Linked DNA regions of Mus musculus: regions 1, 3, 4 and 5 are each linked to region 2. Evidence: chromatin contacts called from public Hi-C, HiChIP or PLAC-seq and promoter capture Hi-C data. All regions are on one chromosome and are shown on one strand. Each heading gives the region's core, a stretch centred on a gene start, on an enhancer-like site or on the middle of the called end of the contact. The rest is flanking DNA. Distances are from core to core; before and after follow the strand shown.

Region 1 (3,757 bases), core at 386-2,885, 130 kb after region 2:
CATGGGAAGGACGCCCCTGTTTGCACCCCAACCCCCGGGAGTTTAAAGCAGCTTCTGCTTCTCCTGCCTCTAGTGAGTTCAGGAAACTCTTGCAAAGTTTTGCTTGAGCTAGGGGTGGCCACATCCTACCACCTGGGTTGTGGTGTTCTCTCTCTCTCTCTCTCTCTCTCTCTCTCTCTCTCTCTCTCTCTCTCTCTCTCCTCTAGCAGAAGAGGGCCTTTGGGCTAGGCTGTACTGTAGTAGAACCTGCGGAAGCCAGGCCCACAGCTGTGTTCAGGGCCATTAGGATCTCATACTGCATGGTCAGCAGCAGCTTACAACGGATGTTTGACCCGGTTTGAGGAACCCTGCCCACCAGAGCCCTGGTTGCTGGATGTGTCTGGAACAGTGCTGGGCTCTTGCAGCCTTCTGAGTGGCTTCTACATTGAGACCAATGTGATTTAGTCGTAATGGGATGGTTTTGAGAAGGGCCTTGGAGATGAGAGAAAACAACTCAGGATGTGTCTGTGAGAACATTTCCAGAGAAGATTAGCCCAGAGGGAAGGCTGCCCTGGATACAAGAGCCACCATTGCAGAGGCTAGAAACCTGGCTGTCATCAAAGGGGGAGCAGGGGTATCCTGCTAATGCCTGCATTCCTTGTTTCCTGAGCTGTTCTGCTCTGCCACGCCCACCCTGCTGTGATCAATAGAAACTGTGAATGGAAACAGATATTTCTGTGACAGTTTGTTTTCTCAGATACGTGCCTGTGCCTAAACAATGAAAAAGCTAACATGATATGGCCCCATTTCTAGACTGCTCTGCCCACCCCCGACCCCCGGGAAATCCTAGAATGGTGTCCATTCTCCCGAGGATCATTTGGTCCAAAAAGCACACAGAGTTTTGAATGAGAAACAGGAAATGGTATAGAGATACACACACACACACACACACACACACACACACACACACACACACACACACATCTGGTGTAATCTTCCTGCAAATTCTGCTACAGTAAAGGCTATCATTCTAGCCCGAGGGCCCCCTTCCATGACAGTCAAGCTGGGGGGGAGACAGACAGACAGACAGAGAGAATGAAACATGCATGCAGACACACACACACACACGTGTGTGTGTGTGTGTGTGTGTGTATATATATATATATATATATATATGTATATATAGATATATGCATATATAGATATACGCATATATATATATAGATAGATATAGATATATATATATACACACACATACATATCATAGCCCTAGCCTGGGCTAATAGCTCATTTAGTCATCTTCTGGGGGCAGGACGAGCATCTCATTCCTGTCAACACATTCCAAGGATACACAGAGCCCTTCTTGTTCCCATAGTGACCTTACTCTCTAGATTTCTCTCCTCCGGTCCCTTGTTTATAAAGACTGTTCTCCCAGCCTAAGAGATGGACCCAGAGGCAAAATAAACACATAGCCTAGCCTGCCTTGCTTCATAGCTCTTGATGGGAGAAAGGGGGAAGAAAGCAAAGGCTTTCTTTTCAGAAAAGGCAAAGTTCCCTCTTCAGAAGAGGAAGCTGACAAAGCGGGCTGCCGCCCAGGAAGTGGAAAGACACCTGCTACTTACTGTGTTTCCTCCGAGGCTACAGGCTTGACGTAATAGTCACTTGAGTAGAGAACCACATTGGCTATCTGTTCCACTGCAAAGGGAAGACAGGAGGGGGTGGTCAGGGCAGCCCCTCGTGCCTTCAAGGAGACACACAGGACCATTTGACTCTGGCTTTCTCAGCCCTCGGCTTCAAGCTGCAATTTTTCAAGGTCTGGTTGCAGGCCATTTCTGTATACCAGTGACTCACTCTGCGTTACCAAAACACCGGGCTCTGAGATTCGGCTCCAGGAAGCACCCTTCTCTCCTCCAAACCCATAATCTCTTAAAATCAAGCTTGAGGATTAAGAGAAACAATTTCAAGTTCCCATCACAGTACCCAACTTATAGAAAACTACTAATGTTTTGTTTCAGAAAATTTCACCGTTTCAAGGTCATTGGTATTATTTTCCAATATATTTTGAGAAATATTTTTTTTTTATTTTGAAAAAGGCTTTCCTGTGTAACCCAAGCTGGCCTAGAACTCACAACTCTGCCTCAGGCTCCCAAGTGCTAGGTTACAAGTATGCACCAACACACTTTGCTGAGAAGTAAATTGTTTTTAAATTTTATTTATTTATTTTATGTATATGAGTACACTGTAGTTGTACAGATGGTTGTGAGCCATCATGTGGTTGCTGGGAATTGAATTCAGGACCTCTGCTCACTCTGGCCCCACTCATTCCAGCCCAAAGATTTATTTATTACTATAAATAAGTACACTGTAGCTGTCTTCAGAAATACCAGAAGAGGGCATCTGGTCTCATTAGAAATGGTTATGAGTCACCATGTGGTTGCTGGTATTTGAACTCAGGATCTCTAGAAGAGTAGCCAGTGCTCTTAACCACTGAGCCATCTCTCCAGCCCCGAGAAGTAATTTCAAATACAAGTATGCAATGATACATGATCAATTTTGCAGCTGTTTCTGAAAGTTTGCTTCTGTTCTTTCAAAATTGAAATTACAACCCCAGGGTGACATTATTTTTAAAATTTGCATCACTGGAGGAGGCCACGAACATGTCAAGGACTTGTTGGGAGGTCAGAGGACAACTTGTGGGAAAGTCATTCTCTCCTTCCCCTACATGAGTTCCAGAGATCAAAGTCATGGCACCAGGCTGGGAAGCTGGCATTTTTGCCAGCTCATCCCAGTAGCCCAAGTGAGCATTCACTGTGAAGAGAAGGGCTTTCTGGGAAGTGATGGAGTTGTGGGGACAGCACACTCATGAGTGGATTCCGTGGCCTTAACAAGGAGGTTCCAGGAGCTTGTTGGATGAGCTGCTTGTCAGATGAATCTGCCAATGCCCTGATCCTGAACTTTCCTGTGTGCTGTCAGCTGGCCATAGCGGCACACACCTGCAACTCACTACTAGGGAGGCAGCAGTAGGAGGAGCACACGTTTGAGGCCCACATCTCAGTGTGTGTGAGCCACCTAGTTTATGGTGTTTTTGCCATAGCAGCCTGAAGGGGCAGATAGACTCTACTACACCAATCAAGGAAGCCATTGGCACTGCATACAATATGCTGAATAACTCAGGCCCATAGAGAATTAAACCAACATAAAACAAGGCTGGATTAATATTCATAATCACAAAAAGGAAAAAAAACCATAGATTCTCTAATATACATGCACACAATTCCTGACTTTCATCTTCAGTGGACGTGCAGGGAAAGTGGAACGTATGTCTGACACTGCTATAGCTGAATAATACACAGAGGTTTAATTAGCCCCTGGCTCTGGAAGCTGGAACTCCCAAGTGGTGTTGGCCTCTGATAAGGGCCTTCCTGTTTGATCATAATAGCCAAGGACCTCAAATGGCAGAGACATTTAATGGCTAATTTAAGTCTCTTTACTTCATGTCATTATAGTGTCATTATAGGCCCTTCCTCAGAACCCCATCTGACCTTAGCTACTTCCCAAAGTTTTACCTGCAAATATCATTAACATGTGAATGTGGAGATCAAATTTCAAACCCTTGAACATACAGTGAGCACATTCAAACGATAGCAGATAACTGGGCTATACAACCAACTGGTTGGCATGGGGTAAACCCTATTTTGTACATATGTGCACACTCGTGTACGCACATATGTATACACTGAAGAATGAACCCAGGACCTGGCCTATGCCCAGCAAGCAA
Region 2 (3,831 bases), core at 752-3,251:
TGTGTGTTATGTGTAATCTCGTATACATGTTACAAAGCTACCAAGTAACCGGTGTAGCATAGCAGCACGTGCACTATGGTTGCATGTTCTTTTCAGTTGTGCTCAGCTAGGCTGTGTGTGTGGACTCAGGAGCTTGCTCAAAACAGGTAGGTATTGCTCCTGGGCTACATCCCCAGTGAGTATATGGTTTTGCTTCACAAGTTTTTGCTGGGAAAAAAGCAAACTAAACAGATTGAAGAACCAACTTAATATTTTTCATATTGTGGAGGACATAATTTTCAGACAGAAATGACCGTGTGCTACTAGATGGAGCCTCACTTCATACCTGTGTCTCTAGGAGTTGGTTCCTGGCAAACTCTTATAGTGTCTTCTCTAGTGTTCTTCATCTTGCTGCTAATTCCTTCCTAGGAGAGATTTGGCACTTAAGGAAAATGGATTGGTGCTATGAAGCTGGTGAACCTTTATGTGAAGAGGTAAGAGCCTTTCTCTACGTTTTCCAAATATTTTACCTTATTACTATATTGTGTGTGTGATGGGGAGGGGGAACATGCCACATGTGCCTAGCAGGCATGTGGTGTCTAAAGGACAACTTCATGCAGTCAGTTCTCTCATTCTGCCTTTATGTTGTGGGTCCAAGTTCTCCTGGCTTGGTAGCAAGCTCCCCTACCCACTGAGCCATCTTGCCAGCCCATCCCTTCTACATTTTACTCTTAAAAAATGGTTAAGCTTATTCCATAGTTTCATACACAATTCCCTCTTCCCATTGTAGGAGCAATTCTAAAATAAAGAAAAGTTTTATTCTTTCTTAGCATACAAAAAAACTCTATAAATGTGTCTATTTATGTTCACTTTTTCCCACTGGTTTTCTGATAAATGGCAAGTGTGGGCTAGGTAGGAACAGTCTGACATGAGTGGCAAACCCCTCTGGTGGGCAGGAAAGCTTGAGTAGTAGTTCAACAAGCAGAGAATTTCAGAGAGCAGATGGCACAAGGATGCCGGAAAGCTTTTGAAGACATTTGAACTCCAACCTCCAAATACTTTGATCACAAATGTTTCTGTAAGTAAATGTCTCTACATGGTCCAGCAGCAGGAAAGATTCTGTCTAAGCAGTTGGAATCCATGTAGTCTGTTGGTTGGTCTTAAATTGCATCAGACCTCCTTATCTACACTCAGCAGGTAGCCAAATGAAGCTCTGGCATCTTAGATAGCTGTGGTCAGCACTCTTCCCCGCCTACATTCCTGCTGTCTTGGAGTCAGCACACTGGCCCTGTGTGCCTTCCCCCTGTCTGTCTAGGGATCAGCAGTGGTTTATGTTTTTAAAAAGGCACAACTGGGCTTGCACTGAGACACTTTACCAGTCAGTAAAGTCCACTGAGCACCCAAGAGAGTAAGAAGCAGGTCTCAGAGAATTCTGAGGTGTTAAAATTAGGTAGCCTCTTAGTAGTCTGTGGGTCCGAGTTCTACCCCACAGTTGGGGTCTGTAAATACCACTCCGGCAGACAAAACAGGAGGGAACTAGGCTACATTGGGGGAAGCAGAAGGCAGAAGGCAGCTTAAGATGTGGGGCCCAAGTGAGAAACAGCACAGGCTGAGGTGAAGAAGGCAGGGTTTCACAAACTCCCAGTGTCCAGTCACCACTAGGAACCATATAGAGTTGGGAATGAGGGGGCCACCCAGGCTGGCCATGGGAGTGGGGAAAACTCCAGCTTAGCTCAGGGGTGAGTTTTGTGTCCGAAGGGCAGAAGGAGCCTTCTGCAGGAGACTTAAGCAGCATGGTTCTGTATGATGAAGGCTTCCCCCACAGCAGTTCTTGATGAGAGAGGCAGTCTTTTTCCAAACTGTTTATTCATTGTTCATCTTGGAAAATTGGTCCCTATGACTTAGTCAGGGTGGGCCAGAGATTAAAGGGGGTGTCTGGGAGGGGAAGCTTATTGGCTGGCCCATCTAGATAACTCATTAGCATGGAGAACTCTGTTCTGTGCTAAGTGACTAGTGGTCACAATCCTCATGTGCGGTGTCACGGTCACATGTTCCAGTACAGTAGCCAGGTTTGAGAGTAAATGGCGTGTATACCATTCTCAGATACGAGAAGTAAGGATTTCTGAATCTGCTCAACCATTCCAATTTTTGTCTGGTGACACAACTTGCCCCACAACTGTCTGTTTTTCCAGAGACAGGCTATTACAACAAACTGATGCTGGCCTCAGACTTCCTCCCTCCTGTCTCTGCCTTTCAAGTGCTGGGATTACAGGCATCCACCACCATGCCTGGGTATTTTCTTCATAATCAGTCCCCAAATCAGTATTAGACAGTTCATCTCAAAGCTCATAGTTTTCAAAGCTGAAGTCCCTTTCAAACTTGGCAGTCTCTTCTTTGTCTTTCTTAGATTTGGTCCTGGCCTTTCTACTCTCCTTGCCCCTTTCTACTGCCAGAGTACCACGCACTGCTTGACCTTGAGAGCTGTTTCCTCTGAACTAAATTACTTCTCAGCTTTCCTGGCCTGGCAAGTGGTCCCCACATAGCCCCTCATACATAGCCCAAACCATCTTCAGTGGTCATTTCTGTCCTGCACCCCAGGCAGTGCTCACTCTCTGCCGTGCTTCACGTCCAGCTGCCTGCCACCCGATGCTGTGCACTCGGGCCTTCCTGCCTCTCAGCTCTTGACTGTTGTCAGCCCTGACTTTCCCTTTGTTCCTCTTTTTATCTCCACCCCCAACTCCTATCCCCTGACAAAGTTCTTTATCTTATTTCCTCTAGTTTCCAAACCCAGCCATTTTTTCCAAGAATCACTGACATCTTACATTCCACAAATTGTTGTCTCTTTCCTCAGATCCTTTGTGGCTCTTCTGTTCTGTGCCCATAGCTTAAGACATAATGGTATTCTGATTCATAGTCTTAGTTTTATCTCCTTTGTCTTCAGTGTCTGCTTGGTTGTTTATCTCTTGAGAAGATAATAGAAGTATAAAACTTTTAAAGATCCAATGGTCTCTTTGTTCATTTCAGAAGTGACAAAAAGAATTTCTGTGTTCCCAGGATGCAACACTGAAAGAGCTTATGATACGTTCTGGGGATACTTTGCTTTTAACTGAAGGGAAACTTCCTCCTCCGGTAAGATACTGTTTCTAAATGGCCGTTTTGTAAGTAAGTTACTGTTTTCTGATTACTATGATAATAGGGAATGAGAAAATATAGGCAGTCATTACAAAAAAAAAAAAAATAGACAGCTTTGCAAAAAAGCTTATCAGTCAAGCAGATTTCCTTCCTAATTTCTAAATAAAATTAAAATAGCTATACGTAAAATATAATTAAAATCATTATATATTATATATATATATATGTGATTAAATTAAAATTATATTTAAAATCAGTGATATAGAGAATGTTATGTCTTCCATTTTTATATTTAACTTATTTTTGAGACGGGTTTTCACTATATACTCTTGGCTGGCCTGGAACTTGCTGAATAGACCAGGCTGGCCTTGAACCCAAAGAAATCCACCCGCCTCTGCCTCCTGAGTGCTGGGCTTAAAAAGGGTCCACCATACCAGGCTTTATATTTAATATTTTAACCCCATCAGAAGTCCAGAAATTACCATTACATCAAAACTAATAATTTACTGCTCTTTAATTTCTTATATTTTCAGTATTATAAATTCATCTTGTTTTTAGTTTTTGTTTTTTTAAAATGTTTATTTTATTTATTTTTTGTGTATGGGTATTTGCCTGTATGTATGGCTGGATACCATGTGTGTGCCTATTACTCACAGAGGCTAGAAGAGAGCGCCAGATCTCCTGAAACTGGAGTTACAATTGTGGGCTGCTGTCAATGCT
Region 3 (4,315 bases), core at 1,774-4,273, 170 kb before region 2:
GTTACCCTCAAAACTCCATTCAGTGGACTCATGAATAGGGAAAGTAATGTTCTCCTGTAACTTTCCTTGTCAATGACAATCTTCAATTTGAGGTTCAGATCCTCCTGAGTGTGAGACAATGACTAAGACTTTACCATCGAATTCAGAGATTACACCAGGTGCCAACTCACCTCTGGCATGACCCCCACCACTCATGCCCTCTGTGGCTGAGTTTCTCTGCATGGTAAACCAGTGATAGTCATCTATGGGCACCAGCATCAGCCTGCCTGCCTGGGCAAAGCCAGAGGCCAGCAGCAGACACATAAATACAGAGAGAGAGAGAGAGAGAGAGAGAGAGAGAGAGAGAGAGAGAGAGGGAGAGAGAGAGAGAGAGAAAGGGAGAGAGAGAAAGAAAGGGAGAGAGAGAGAAAGGAAGAGAGAGAGAAAGGGAGAGAGAGAGAGAGAGAAAGAGAGAGAGAGAGAGAGAGAGAGAGAGAGAGAGAGAGAGAGAGAGAGAGAGAAAGGGAGAGAGAAAGGGAGAGAGAGAAAGGGAGAGAGAGAAAGGGAGAGAGAGAAAGGGAGGCTGGAAACCCTCCAGGAGCTGTCAGAGGAGGAAGGCCTTAGGCAATCCAGCCTTGGGTCTTTGCTGCTCTGATTCATCCTGGAAGATCAAACCTTCTCTTGTGGAGGGCATGGACTCACAAGACATCAGGGAACTCTCGCAGACAGTGGGTACCGATAAGGGAAATAAGAAATGAGCAGTTCTCATTGGGATACCTACTTATATGTTTACATATAAGAAAAGCTTAAACTATTAACACTGGATGGAGATGGGCAATGTGCCATAGGGCAATTTACAAACCATTGTGAAGAAATGTGTGAGACACCAAGGATTCCAAAAACAGCAGAAAGTGAATTAACAAACAAACAAACAAACAAACACCTTTGCATTTCTAAAACTGGTCTCAAAGCAAAGTGGGAACAAGCCTCTTCAGACAACCAGACCCTTTGCTCACAAAGGATGGGTGGCCTCTGCTTCCAAGGCACTGGGCAGGGGAGATAATTAGCACAGATGTTTTCCTTTCCCAACACCATGCACGGGCTTGCCATAGACAGTGAAAAACTCTTCTGGGATGGGTACATCCACATCACAGCTCCTGCCCACTGGGGAAGAGGGGTAACAAAGGCAGTAACAGTCAGAACACCAGGAAGTCTGTGGTGACCCTGTCTCTGCAAAAATGAAACCAGAACAATGGCACTAACAATGGCTATGCCAGTGTGGAAGGCGGAAAATTTTCTCAGGGTCTCACCCCTAGGCAAAGAACTACAGGCTACTGGGAGAGTTGGCCTCTCCTAGGCACAAGTCCTTTATTGACTGTCCAATACCAAGTGTTCAGCCCTGATACCAAATACACACAAACAACAAAAACAGACTCAGCAGCCTATACCTGCACTTTTGTGAAACACACACACATATGTAACAATAATTATCAAAGGAGAAGAGGCTATCAGATTGAGAGTGGGAAAACACAGGTAGGGTAGGAGAGAAGATAGGAGGGGAGTCATGATGTAATTCTATTCTGTTTGAAAAAGTAAAAAAAAGTGAACAAAATATATAATCACCGTTATAGGAATTTAAACACCCACACAGCATAAGTGATGAAACCATTCATATAGTTGAGATCCACAGAAAGCAAAACACGTTGAAATCTAAAAATTGTAAGAAAAAGCTGCCATTCAAAGCAAAAGGCAAGTTAACCAATTTAGACTCCCACAAATAAAAACCATGTAGATCAAAAGAAAACAGCCAGAAAAGAATCAACAAGGAACCAACCAACAAACAAAAAGCCCTAAAAAGCATGCTGCACATACATGAAAGTCTGAGTGTTACTATCCCCGATGAGACAGGGTCGTTGCTAACTTTGATTAAAGATGTGAGTGTGTAATTTCCCATGGAGGAAATGCAAATGGCCCAACTAGCTAAGGAAGCAGATGTCACAGACTGAAGCAGCTCCACAGAAAGAGGGAGAGGACAAGAATAAGCAAAGTGACCCTTCATTTCTTACTGTGTCTCTCACTCTTTTGCCAAAAGCAACTCCGGCTGGTGATTATAAATGAGAATGTCAGCGGTATACACACATCCATAGGCAAGATTTATCAGCTGCACAAACGCACAGTTAAGTGTGAATGGTTAAAAGTAATCCATCAAAAGAACTGAAAAAGAACATAAATGCCAAACCACCATCCAGCAAGGAATAACTTCATCATCCAAAGTCTACCTCATCATGTGCTAAAGGGAAGATGGTGTACCTTGGAAAGTGGCTTTCCCTGGTGGCAGTTGATCCCACCAACATAGATCACATTGGGCATCATGGGTCTGGGGAACTCCAAGACAAAGTCTCTGCCTAACAACCAAAAGGACACTGGGCTGAAGAGGTCTGTCATACTCACTCGTGTCTGGAGAACGCCACAGGCAATATCTGCAGCACTTTTGAAAAAAGTATGACAAAATGCATGCTCCCCCATTTAAAGGTCACTTATTTTTCTCCTTGAAAATCATGGTGTCTGTGTATTTCAAGAGAGCTCTGTGGACAAAAGAGGGAGGACTGTGACACTGGGTGCCATCTTCAAGATATTAACAAAATATTCCTCTGCTTAAGACCACGGATGGGAGAGAGAAAGACTTGACTACAATTAAACCAAAGACATTAAAAGGATCAAAAAACACAACATTAAAAGAAGTCTGCTTAAAGTACTCCACTAACTTCTTGACGTTAAACAAACTCCTACAGTGTGAAAATAAGAGTTCAAAGAAACCTTTGGCTGGACTCTTCAGTAGAGAAGTGTTCCCTCTTCTTGGATTTTCCATTGAGATTCAGTAAACACCCGGTTAAAATCCTTGAGAGTCTGAGAGACTGCATATGTTTTCATTGTACAATTTAGGGATTTGCCCAGCTGCCAACTCACCTCTGGGATGACTACCACCACCTCATGCCCTCTGTGAATTAGTTTCTCCACAACCATCTGCATGGTGAACCACTACCTCCCATCCAAGGGCACCACCAGCAGCCTGCCTGCCTGGGCAAAGTCAGAGGCCAGGACCAGACAGAGAGGAAGGGAGGTTGGAAAGGCTGCAGGAGCCATGAGAGAAGCACAGCCCATGGCAATCCAGCTGCTGAGATCTGTGCTCGCCTAACACAGCAGAGGATGTGTAGTGGAAAGAAATATCTACCCACTCAGGAGTGCATGTACCCTCAAACAGTCCTAGACACTGATTGACTTGGGAGAATGTTAATAAATGAGCAAGAATTATTAAGAAAACAAATATACTTGTTTTTGAGAGCTTCTTCATGAGCATAATCAAACAATGTGAGCTTAGAAATTGTTATGAGGAAATATACTAGACCCTAAGGAGTCCAATTATACAAAAGGAAGCAAGTTTCAAAGAAGCTTATATTTCTAGGATTGGTCTCAAAGCAAAATCTGGACACTTTCTGCAGGTTACCAGACTGTGTTCCAAAGGGATTTATGGCCTCTGCTTTCAAGCTTCAAGGGAAGGGTCCTGAAGATGCCCCTCTTCCCAAGACACAGAGAATCAACTCTGCCAGAGAGCAGGGCTGCTGTCTCTGTGCACACAGTGGGATTCTTGTTCCATTTTCAAACACTCTTTCATCTGCCTTGCTGACGCTAGGCTGACAACCATCTTCACAGACCAATCCAGGGACGGGAAGGAAGGTGACATCAACCTCCTTACAAAATCCCCTCTGAGTCACTGGAAGCCATAGGCAGACATTCTCTATGAAGAAGCAGAGAGAGCTCTCCGGTGATGCCCTCAGTAGCCCAGGGACCTTCTCCACAGAGCAATGGCTCTGTCTCCCATGGCACTTCAGCATCTGCAGGGTTGCTTCCACCTTGTGGCTACTTTGAACAGTGCTGCCATCAGCACCACATGCAGGGTCCTCTCAGTAATTGATCTCAAGTCCTTCAACTGGGATTAAGGCTGCTAGCTCAGGAGGAAGTTCTAGTACTCACTGCTAAGAAACTATTAGACAGGTCTACACGGGGATGTATCATTTTAATTTCCCTCCAGGCCTCCATTACTGCCTGGCCTCCACATCCACTCTGAAGCTATTTTTACTTCTGTTTAGTGTACTCTTCCTGGTGCTGGGCACAACATCTTGTAGATCTTGTGGGTTCTGCTTGCATTTGTGTAATCACTCCCATCTCCTGCCTCATTTTGCCAGGACAGGAGAACAACACTTGAATTTGAAAGTCCTGACACTGGAGTTGCTAATATTCAGAAATACCACTGTCTCCCTTTCCCATCAACTGGTTG
Region 4 (4,004 bases), core at 504-3,003, 190 kb after region 2:
AGCATCCTGGTTAGCATGTGGACATCGATGATTGCGGGCAGCACAGCGTGATCAGCACGATTATCAATAACCCACACTCACATGCTGGGCTGAGAGGGTAATATTTTCACCTGGCAGCATCAGAAGAATGATGTCCCAAAAGGGGAGATTCGGACAGACTAAAGGGAAAGGCCATAGATCAGCTCGCAGCAAGATAAAAAGAAAGGAAGTTGCAGAAAGAGGAAGAAGCTAAACGACAAGCTGAATTAAGGCATCCTTGTTCTTGGAACCACTGAAATTCTGGTGTACATTAAAAATAATACATCACATACATATGCTTAGGAATATTTACACATTTTCAAAAGGAAAGGTGAAGGTCTTCTAACCTACCCAAAGATATTAGTGATAGAATCCAGAAGGCCTCCAGCAGGCTGCGAGAGTCGCTTACTAAAGAGGAGGGGAGGATAGGTTTAAACCTTAGAAACATTTTGCCCCAAATCAAAACAGCCCCTAAAAATAAGTACCTGGGAATACACTTTCCATTCCCAAATCCCAGCCAAGACAAACTCAACACAGCATTTGAACCACCAGGAAATAGTAAGGAGGGAGAAGGAAAACCCAGCCTACTGTCTTAAAGAAACAAAAGGCTCTCAGGATTAACCTGATCTTCCTGCAAATGACAAGGAATCTGTCTAACATACCTAAACACTTCTGGGTACTCATGGTAAATCCAATGCATTCTTTCAGCTCTACTTTAACAAGACCCTAAGTATCTGTCCTTGTGTCCTAGGCTCTCATCACTATGTATAATAAAGTTTAACGGTTCACTCATCTCTCAGAAGGCCATTGTACCTGTTTGTGTTAGAAATGTTAGGCCACTGGTACCCTGTCTCCCTTCCACTCTCCTCTCTGTGGGGTGGACAGGGCGTGGGGGCTCTGGGTACATATGACTAGGTTCTCATGTCCACAAATGAGCAGTCACAGTGATGCTGGCGCTTGCCTTTCGCCCACCCAGCCAGTCCACTCACGTAGCTGCTCTGCTGACAGCTCGGACGGGAGAGGTCTCTTCTGTGTGGTCTGAGGTCTCATCCACAATGACTTCAATGTCATCATCCCTGGAAAGAAATGAAAGAGCATCTGTCATTGTGCCAAACAGGAGGTGTGCAAAGGCCAGTACCACATTCTATTGATGGATTCTCTCTGGAGACTTGGTTGCAAAGTGATGGTGAAGAAGAAAAGGGAACTCCACGATGTGAGAAACTAACGGTTGTACCTACTCAAAACCAACAGTGCCAAATGAGAATAAAGAATTTCCCAAAGCAAAACCTAAACGTGTGTGCTTCTGATGGCTAGAGTCTGCACACTTCCTGTGATACCCATGCTCCTTTATCCCAGCGGATGCCAGGCACCTCTGGAATTCCTCTCCCTACATATTCTTGTAGGTCAATTCTTTCCTGATGGTATGGGAGGCAAGCAATTATTTTGATATTAATGATCACTTGTGTTGCAATCTTCATGAGCAAAATAGCTTAATAAATTAAGAGATCACCACCACTTCCTGTTTGGAGGCTTAGGAATGTGAAGGCTAGATTTGTTTTTCCTTTCAGTGACTGTCTGGATAATGAGCATATATACTTAAGAACCTGTTACACCAAGGCCAAGTAAATTGATTTTTCCCTTATTTACTCTAGGATTACACAGAACTGCCTCACACTCTTGGCTGGGGTAGAGAAGAGAATAAAGAACATGGCTGTGCCTGGTTTCCTACTTGGCTGGCTTTCCTAGACCTAGAGTTTGAGAGTCAAAGGAGAAAGACGGCAAGAGGAGCTGAGTCTACAGTCATGCTCTGATGGGGTTTCAACACCCCAGAAAATACCAGGACCTGCCAAGTCATCACCTCTAGCCCAAAACGTGCATGTTTCCAACCCACACTGGCACAGCCCTGAGGAGCACACAGACTAGGGAAGCCTCTTTAGCAGGCCCTCCCAGATTTGCATTTCAGCACAAGCTCTCTATGTGGAGTCCTGGGCAGGATGCTGGATCCTTTTCATCTAGTCACCTGGTTACATTGGCAAACAAGAGGCAAGACATGACACTACCTTTTTTTCTTGTTTTTCTTTTTAAAGTAACCAAATCTCATTTTTAGGCAACCTGTGGGAAGCCACATGTGCCGTTGCAGAGTGGCACTGACTACTGCTGGCCACCACGCATAAGTTTGGACAAACAACCAATGTGTACATATGCAGTAAAGTTTTTTGCAAAGACACTGCCTGGCCCGGGCATGATAATGAGGTTCTGTAAGGTACTGAGAGTATAACCAATCAGATGTGAGACATGCAAATGAGGTATGATAATGAGGTTCTGTAAGCTACTGAGAGAGTAACCAATCAGATGTGAGACATGCAAATGAGGTATGATAATGAGGTTCTGTGAGGTACTGAGAGAGAGTAGCCAATCAGATGAGGAACATGCAAATGAGGCGTAGTACATAACCAATCCGGGTGTAAGACACGCCTCTCCTAGGCCTATAAAAGCAGCACCAGTTCTGGGCTCGGGGTCTTTTCGCCTCTACAATCAAGCTCTCCCAATAAATGTGTGCAGAAGGATCCTGTTGCAGCGTTGTTCTTCCTGGCCAATCGAGCACGCGCAAGAGCAACCCATTTATTTACTTTGTGGGTATGAAAAAATACACCAAGACCAGTTTTCTCCATTGAGGTCAGGAGACACACACATTCATGTTCTCTCCTTCTAGAGCAAAGGTTTAGCAGAACAACTTTCATTTCTTCAAGGAGGGGGTGTATGGGTGGACAGCTCGGGTTTAAACCACTCCTCTTCACTTAAAAGAAAGCAATAAAAATTCTATTTTTTAAAAATGTAAGTTTACTTATGTATGTTTAGCCTGCATGTATGTATGTAGGAGGTCAGAAGAGGGCACTGGGTCTTATAGCTGGAGATAGAGAGATGGCTGTGAGCCACCATGTGGGCACTCAGCAAGAACAAGCATTTTAAACTGCTGAGACCTCTCAGCCCAGGAGCCAATACACGTTTACGTAACAGTAGGTCTGAAGCTAAGATATTCCAGCAGAAAACCCATCCTGAATCAGAGCAGAGAGGACGATTACTGAAACACCCACCACTTAACAGACCTTCCAGTGCCAGGCTCTCCATCTTCATTAGCAGGTGGACTAGGGAGAGCTGATTCAATTTCATTTCTTTTTGCAGAGATCACTGACCTCACTTATGCTTAAAAAAACTGGACAAACTTCCACTAAGGTGACAGACCAAGAGAGTAAGAGACTGATAGCACAGCACAGATTACATGATCATGTAATCATCTGATAAGAGAAAGGCCAATGATCCGAGTGTCCACAGAAACCGTAAGGCGGCTCTGTGTGCAGGAAGTTAGTCATGAACAGCTGACTGCTGTCAACAAGGAAAATTTCTTAGAAAGTAATTTGGGGAAATATCCAAAAGTCCTAAGCCAACACATATTACTTTAAAATTTTATCCCAAGTAACTGATTTTAAATACTGTCAAAGACCATGTTCAGTACATTATTTCTAAGTGCAGCAAGAAGCCACCAGAGTGAAATTAACTGAAATGGCCATGTGCTGACTGCCTGTTCAGTGGTGATAATATATTTTTCTTTTCTGCCTTTAATATTTTAACTTTGAGCTGTGGCTGTAGTTCCAATCCCTAAAACCTCCCCATAGTAAAATAAAATATCTTTTTAGCTTTTAAAGAAATAAAACCATAAAAAAATCATTAAGAACATAGACCTGAGTAATTTCTCTATACTCACTGTTCAACAGGTAGAGGTTCCTTTGCTGCTTCTGCAAGCTCCTTCTGCAGCCGTGCTTGACGCCTCCTGTTTGCAAAAATGAAATGAACATGCGAAACGTAAAATTGTGCCCGCTTATGAAAGCGACATGTTTTACTTTCAACAAAGTTTCAGTTCTGAAGGCATATTTGAATATTCAGTTCAGGACTGAAGAGGTGGCTCAGTGGAAGAGTGCTCAGTGCCA
Region 5 (3,745 bases), core at 772-3,271, 140 kb before region 2:
TTACAGTTTGTTCTGTTGCAATGCCACATAGCCTGAACTTTCCAGAAATTCCACAGCACCCTTGGAGGAAGATGTGCTCAGAAAAGCAAGTGACCATTTTGGTATTGCTAGCAGAAAACTGTGTTCATGTTCTAAAATGGGCTCCAAATGCCACTGGGCTCCAAGAATTTATTTTGAATCTCCTTGTTTGATATCAAATAAACTTTCCCACCTATGGCCCAAGCCTTTCTTATTGATGCATAGCATTGCTCTCTCTGAAATGACAGAACTCTGGAGAGTGAGAGCGACCTGGAGCACATATGATAAGCATGTTCCAGGGAAGGCAGAGCTCAGGGCTGATGTGAGCAGAGGGCTGCAGCTTTCAAGCCCTCCCTTTGGTGGTTTAAATGAAAATGGCCCCTGTGGGCTAATAGGAAGTAGCACTATTTAAAAAGTTAGGAGGCATGGCCTTGGAGTAGATGTGGCCTTGTTGGAGGAAAGGTGTCACTGGTGGTGGCCTTTGAGGTTTCAGGGGCTCCAGCCAAGGCCCAATGTGTCTCCCCCTCCCTGCTGCCTGCCAATCCAGATGTAGAATTCCTGGCTTTTTCTCCAGTACCATGTCTGCCTGCCTGATGCCATGCTTCCCACCCCCCCACCCCCCGACCATAATGGACTAAAGCTCTCAAATGTAAGCCAGCCCCAATTGCCTGTTTTCCTTTCTACAAGTTGCTGTGGTCATGGTGTCTCTTTATAGCCATAGAATCCCTAAGAAGCTCCCCCTAGATGATATGCATAATAAATACGATGTCAGCTCTGATCACCTGCTTCCTTTAAAGTGCTGCTAGTGTCCCATCCGTGACACCTTCCCTAGTGAGCCCATGGTCCAGCAGCCCAGAATGTGGCCCTGGGCCTCCTTCCCTTCCTTGCTATCCTCACCTTCTGTATATTTATGCCTCTCTCCCAACTACCAGTAGCATGTGCAGGTGTGGCCAATCAGTGTTCTAATGTCCCACCCTACCACACCCAGTGTTCCTCTCTATTGAGTCTGCAGCATGCAGATCAGTGTCCAGCATACAGGAGGTTCCGAGTACCAGATTGTATGTGAGTGAACTTGCATTGGGACTGCCTGTCCATTTTATCCTTGTGCCTCATTTTCAATGAAATAGTAAAAGGTCACTCCAGGAAAGACAAGCACAGAACCAGCTCCCTTTTGAGGGAGGAGCTGGTTGCTGACCCTTCCACATGTGTATAAGGGAAAAACCAACGACCCTTTCCTTCTGCACACTTTCACTCACACAGCTCTTGTGTTACCAGGCATGTATGAGTCAAGTCAACCACTTAGCAGAGTTGGCTACAGACCAGAGGCTCTTTTACTCAGCCTCAGAGCAGCTCTGCTCAAACCACTCAGAGAACTAAATCACTCAGTCAGAGGTTCATTATAGCAGCAGCACCCATAGTGCAACAAGACAGCAGTGGAGAAATGCCAAGAGCTTGGGGGAGAGACATGGCCGCTCTGTGTTCTTGGTGCAACCTATCCTCCACACCTTCAGCAACCTGGCAGCTCCCCAACCCAATCCCTCTGTGCTTTCATAGGGGCCGCATCATGAAATACAGGGGATGGGCTGATTGATTAAATTACCGTTGATCAGTAATCAACCCTAACTTCAATCCCTTTCTCTGCCCTTCCCTCTAATCTCAAAGCTGGTTCCAGACCCCATCCTTACAAACTTTCCAAAAGTTGCCCCTTAAGCATAAGCTTTAAGAAAACAGTACAACAGCTTATCACAAACAAACAGCACAGGTTTCCCTCCCACCCCTCATGAAATCAACAGGCATTTGGGAAGCTCTGCACAGGAAGACAAAAGCCCTTATCTTTCAAATTCTGTATTACTCTCTCACCACACATAATCTGTTACTTGCCTGTCAGATAGTAAGGTTAGAGACCTGTGCCTCTAGGTAGCACGTGATGAGGGCCCTTGAGCAAGAGTAAGAAATCTGGAAGTCGGTTTCCAGTCAGCCACCATCAGCCAGCATCTGAATTCTGGGTTTCCTAACCACCACCAAAGAGGGAGGGTTACATTTGTTCTGTTTGTTAATCACTGCTGAGGGCGGGCCAGGGAGTTATGGATGTTGAAATCAGGCTGCCCAGGGAGAAGTTGTTCTTTGCATCAAAAAACTGGCTCACCTAGACCTTGTCACATATATGCACATTTGAGCCTACATGCCAGGGCTTGCCTTAATCTTGGCACCACAGTGAGCTGAGACTCAGGAAAGCAAGACTGAAGGGGCCACCCCAAAAGGCAAGCAGGAACATAGCCAAGATGAAAGTTCTTTCTTTAAGGCTTAAATAGACTCCACTCAGTCCAAGCTGGAGTGGAGCATCAGCAGTGTGGGGATAGGGTGTTGATGTTTATTTATTTTTTAGTTTGTTTACTTTTAGTTGATTCTTTGTGGGTTTCATATTGTGCTCCCCAGTCCCACTCATCAACCATCCCCGTCATATCTGCCATTTGCCTTTAACACATGAACAAGCAGGCAAAACAAAAACAAAAAGCATAGAAAATATCTCATGGTAGAAGCTGTAATGCTGTCACAGTGTATCCCAGAGTATGTCTCTCTGTCCACACATCTTCACTTGTAAATGTTCATTGCACTGAGGCACTGGTCCAGTTTGAGATCTCTGGCTTCTGGGACATCATCAGGGTTTTTGACTCAGAATGAAAAGAGACAAGAGAGGATGCTGCCAACCTGGCTCACAGCAATGAGAAACCACTCCTCAGAGGCTCACAAAGGAAGCACACTGTACCTATGTCCTTGCTGAGCAGCTGAGCAAAAGATTTCTGGAGAATGTATTTAAGCAAGCTGGCATGGATTGGGGGAAGCAAGAGGAAATGTAGCCTCGGATTCTTTATGACAGACACACAATTTACCGAGGTCAGGGCCCTTCCTAGGAAAACCATCAGGTTCACCTGGGTACTGACAGGGGTAGGCTCATTATTTCCAGCAAGTCCATGGGGTCATAGGTTGAAATTAGGAAGAGGGCAGGAGAGGACAGCAAGGTTCTGTCAGAGCATCACCAGAGGGTGCCTTGCAAGCTTTGTTCATGAGATTTGACTCTACTGCTTCTTAGACTGGTGTGTGTGTGTGTGTGTGTGTGTGTGTGTGTGTGTGTGCGCGCACACACACACACAGAGAGAGGGGTGTGCAGGTGTCAGGAGTGTTTCTGTACCGGGCACCAGAAAAGGGAATGTGGCATGCCTGGCACTTCTATGTTTTATCCCTAAAGAACTGCTGCAGGAGACTCAGTCCAGTCAAGGGCGAGGATACAGGCTCAGGGTGTCTTGCATTACATTTTTCCTACCTATACAGGGGAAGGTCAGCTTTAACCTAGGGATTTCTGAAGAACAACAAATGGGGCTTGGGGCACACACCAGTGGAATGAAGGCATAGATCTTGGGATAGAACCACCCTGTATGGGTAATAATGCCGCTCCCCAAATTGAATGAAGAACAGCTAGCATCTGGAGTAGGAAGGAGGTCTGAAAGTTGACAGGGGACAGTTTCATTCCAGAAGCTGAGGGCTATCTGGAAAGGTCAGCCATGAAGAGTAATTCCCTTCTCAAGAACTCACCCTTCCAGATCCTTCAGATACCTAAGCCCAGGAATTAGAGGCCCAGGACCTACAAGATGACAGAAGACCTACAGAACAATTTCAGACTTAAAAAATCTGAATACAGAACACAAAAAAGGCAAAACCAAATCCATGA

Evidence for each region. A called contact is a pair of places that touch in the nucleus more often than the background predicts. HiChIP or PLAC-seq counts read pairs in DNA pulled down with a chosen protein or histone mark. Capture Hi-C pulls out chosen DNA fragments and counts their contacts.
Region 1: a contact with region 2 is called in an H3K27ac HiChIP or PLAC-seq map of microglia, with 4 times the contacts expected there. The contact joins two enhancer-like sites. A contact is called at or near these places in 1 of 15 datasets of contacts at CTCF or cohesin (large pre-B cells), 10 of 484 Hi-C or Micro-C datasets (8-cell embryo, embryonic stem cells and nephron progenitors), 2 of 115 datasets of contacts at active chromatin or transcription factors (large pre-B cells and microglia) and 4 of 9 other capture datasets (adipose tissue, embryonic stem cells, liver and 1 more).
Region 3: a contact with region 2 is called in a Hi-C map of bone marrow-derived macrophages, with 19 read pairs. The contact joins two enhancer-like sites. A contact is called at or near these places in 1 of 39 promoter capture datasets (liver), 1 of 484 Hi-C or Micro-C datasets (bone marrow-derived macrophages), 1 of 115 datasets of contacts at active chromatin or transcription factors (intestinal villus epithelium) and 1 of 9 other capture datasets (macrophages).
Region 4: a promoter capture Hi-C map of adipose tissue shows a contact between it and region 2. The contact joins two enhancer-like sites. A contact is called at or near these places in 7 of 39 promoter capture datasets (the C10 cell line, the HPC-7 cell line, cranial neural crest and 4 more), 1 of 15 datasets of contacts at CTCF or cohesin (large pre-B cells), 5 of 484 Hi-C or Micro-C datasets (bone marrow-derived macrophages, cortical neurons, double positive thymocytes and 2 more), 2 of 115 datasets of contacts at active chromatin or transcription factors (double positive thymocytes and extraembryonic endoderm stem cells) and 3 of 9 other capture datasets (adipose tissue, liver and pancreatic islet).
Region 5: an H3K27ac HiChIP or PLAC-seq map of the HPC-7 cell line shows a contact between it and region 2, with 8 times the contacts expected there. The contact joins the promoter of Ugt1a6b here to the enhancer-like site in region 2. A contact is called at or near these places in 3 of 39 promoter capture datasets (liver, macrophages and neutrophils), 4 of 484 Hi-C or Micro-C datasets (the G1E-ER4 cell line, embryonic fibroblasts and embryonic stem cells), 2 of 115 datasets of contacts at active chromatin or transcription factors (the HPC-7 cell line and extraembryonic endoderm stem cells) and 2 of 9 other capture datasets (liver and macrophages).

The regions. Positions count from the first base shown.
Region 1 is chr1:87,826,314-87,830,070 of GRCm38.p6, reverse strand. Sag (S-antigen, retina and pineal gland (arrestin)) reads right to left here. Exons shown (of 16, transcript NM_009118.2): 10 at 1,602-1,674. Among named protein-coding and RNA genes, the nearest start is that of Sag, 25 kb to the right of the region's middle. Within about 2 kb of position 1,635, at least 155 of the 459 cell types and tissues checked have an H3K27ac peak or open chromatin away from gene starts, as enhancers often do. A contact at or near this core is called in adipose tissue and microglia, where this site is marked.
Region 2 is chr1:87,959,066-87,962,896 of GRCm38.p6, reverse strand. It overlaps Usp40 (ubiquitin specific peptidase 40), which reads left to right. Exons shown (of 32, transcript NM_001198573.1): 23 at 409-473; 24 at 3,034-3,108. Among named protein-coding and RNA genes, the nearest start is that of Usp40, 48 kb to the left of the region's middle. Within about 2 kb of position 2,001, at least 104 of the 459 cell types and tissues checked have an H3K27ac peak or open chromatin away from gene starts, as enhancers often do. A contact at or near this core is called in the G1E-ER4 cell line, the HPC-7 cell line, adipose tissue and 5 more, where this site is marked.
Region 3 is chr1:88,125,584-88,129,898 of GRCm38.p6, reverse strand. The region is part of intron 1 of Ugt1a10 (UDP glycosyltransferase 1 family, polypeptide A10); the gene reads right to left. The region is part of intron 1 of Ugt1a9 (UDP glucuronosyltransferase 1 family, polypeptide A9); the gene reads right to left. All of the region lies in intron 1 of Ugt1a8 (UDP glucuronosyltransferase 1 family, polypeptide A8), which reads right to left. All of the region lies in intron 1 of Ugt1a7c (UDP glucuronosyltransferase 1 family, polypeptide A7C), which reads right to left. It also overlaps Ugt1a6b and the pseudogene Gm15372. Among named protein-coding and RNA genes, the nearest start is that of Ugt1a6a, 7.1 kb to the left of the region's middle. Within about 2 kb of position 3,023, at least 8 of the 459 cell types and tissues checked have an H3K27ac peak or open chromatin away from gene starts, as enhancers often do. A contact at or near this core is called in bone marrow-derived macrophages, where this site is marked.
Region 4 is chr1:87,771,235-87,775,238 of GRCm38.p6, reverse strand. Atg16l1 (autophagy related 16-like 1 (S. cerevisiae)) reads right to left here. Exons shown (of 18, transcript NM_029846.4): 6 at 3,782-3,847; 7 at 1,008-1,094; 8 at 370-426. Among named protein-coding and RNA genes, the nearest start is that of Atg16l1, 17 kb to the right of the region's middle. Within about 2 kb of position 1,753, at least 19 of the 459 cell types and tissues checked have an H3K27ac peak or open chromatin away from gene starts, as enhancers often do. A contact at or near this core is called in adipose tissue, where this site is marked.
Region 5 is chr1:88,101,533-88,105,277 of GRCm38.p6, reverse strand. Ugt1a6b (UDP glucuronosyltransferase 1 family, polypeptide A6B) reads right to left here and starts at 2,021. Exons shown (of 6, transcript NM_201410.3): 1 at 1,900-2,021. All of the region lies in intron 1 of Ugt1a10 (UDP glycosyltransferase 1 family, polypeptide A10), which reads right to left. All of the region lies in intron 1 of Ugt1a9 (UDP glucuronosyltransferase 1 family, polypeptide A9), which reads right to left. The region is part of intron 1 of Ugt1a8 (UDP glucuronosyltransferase 1 family, polypeptide A8); the gene reads right to left. It also overlaps Ugt1a7c.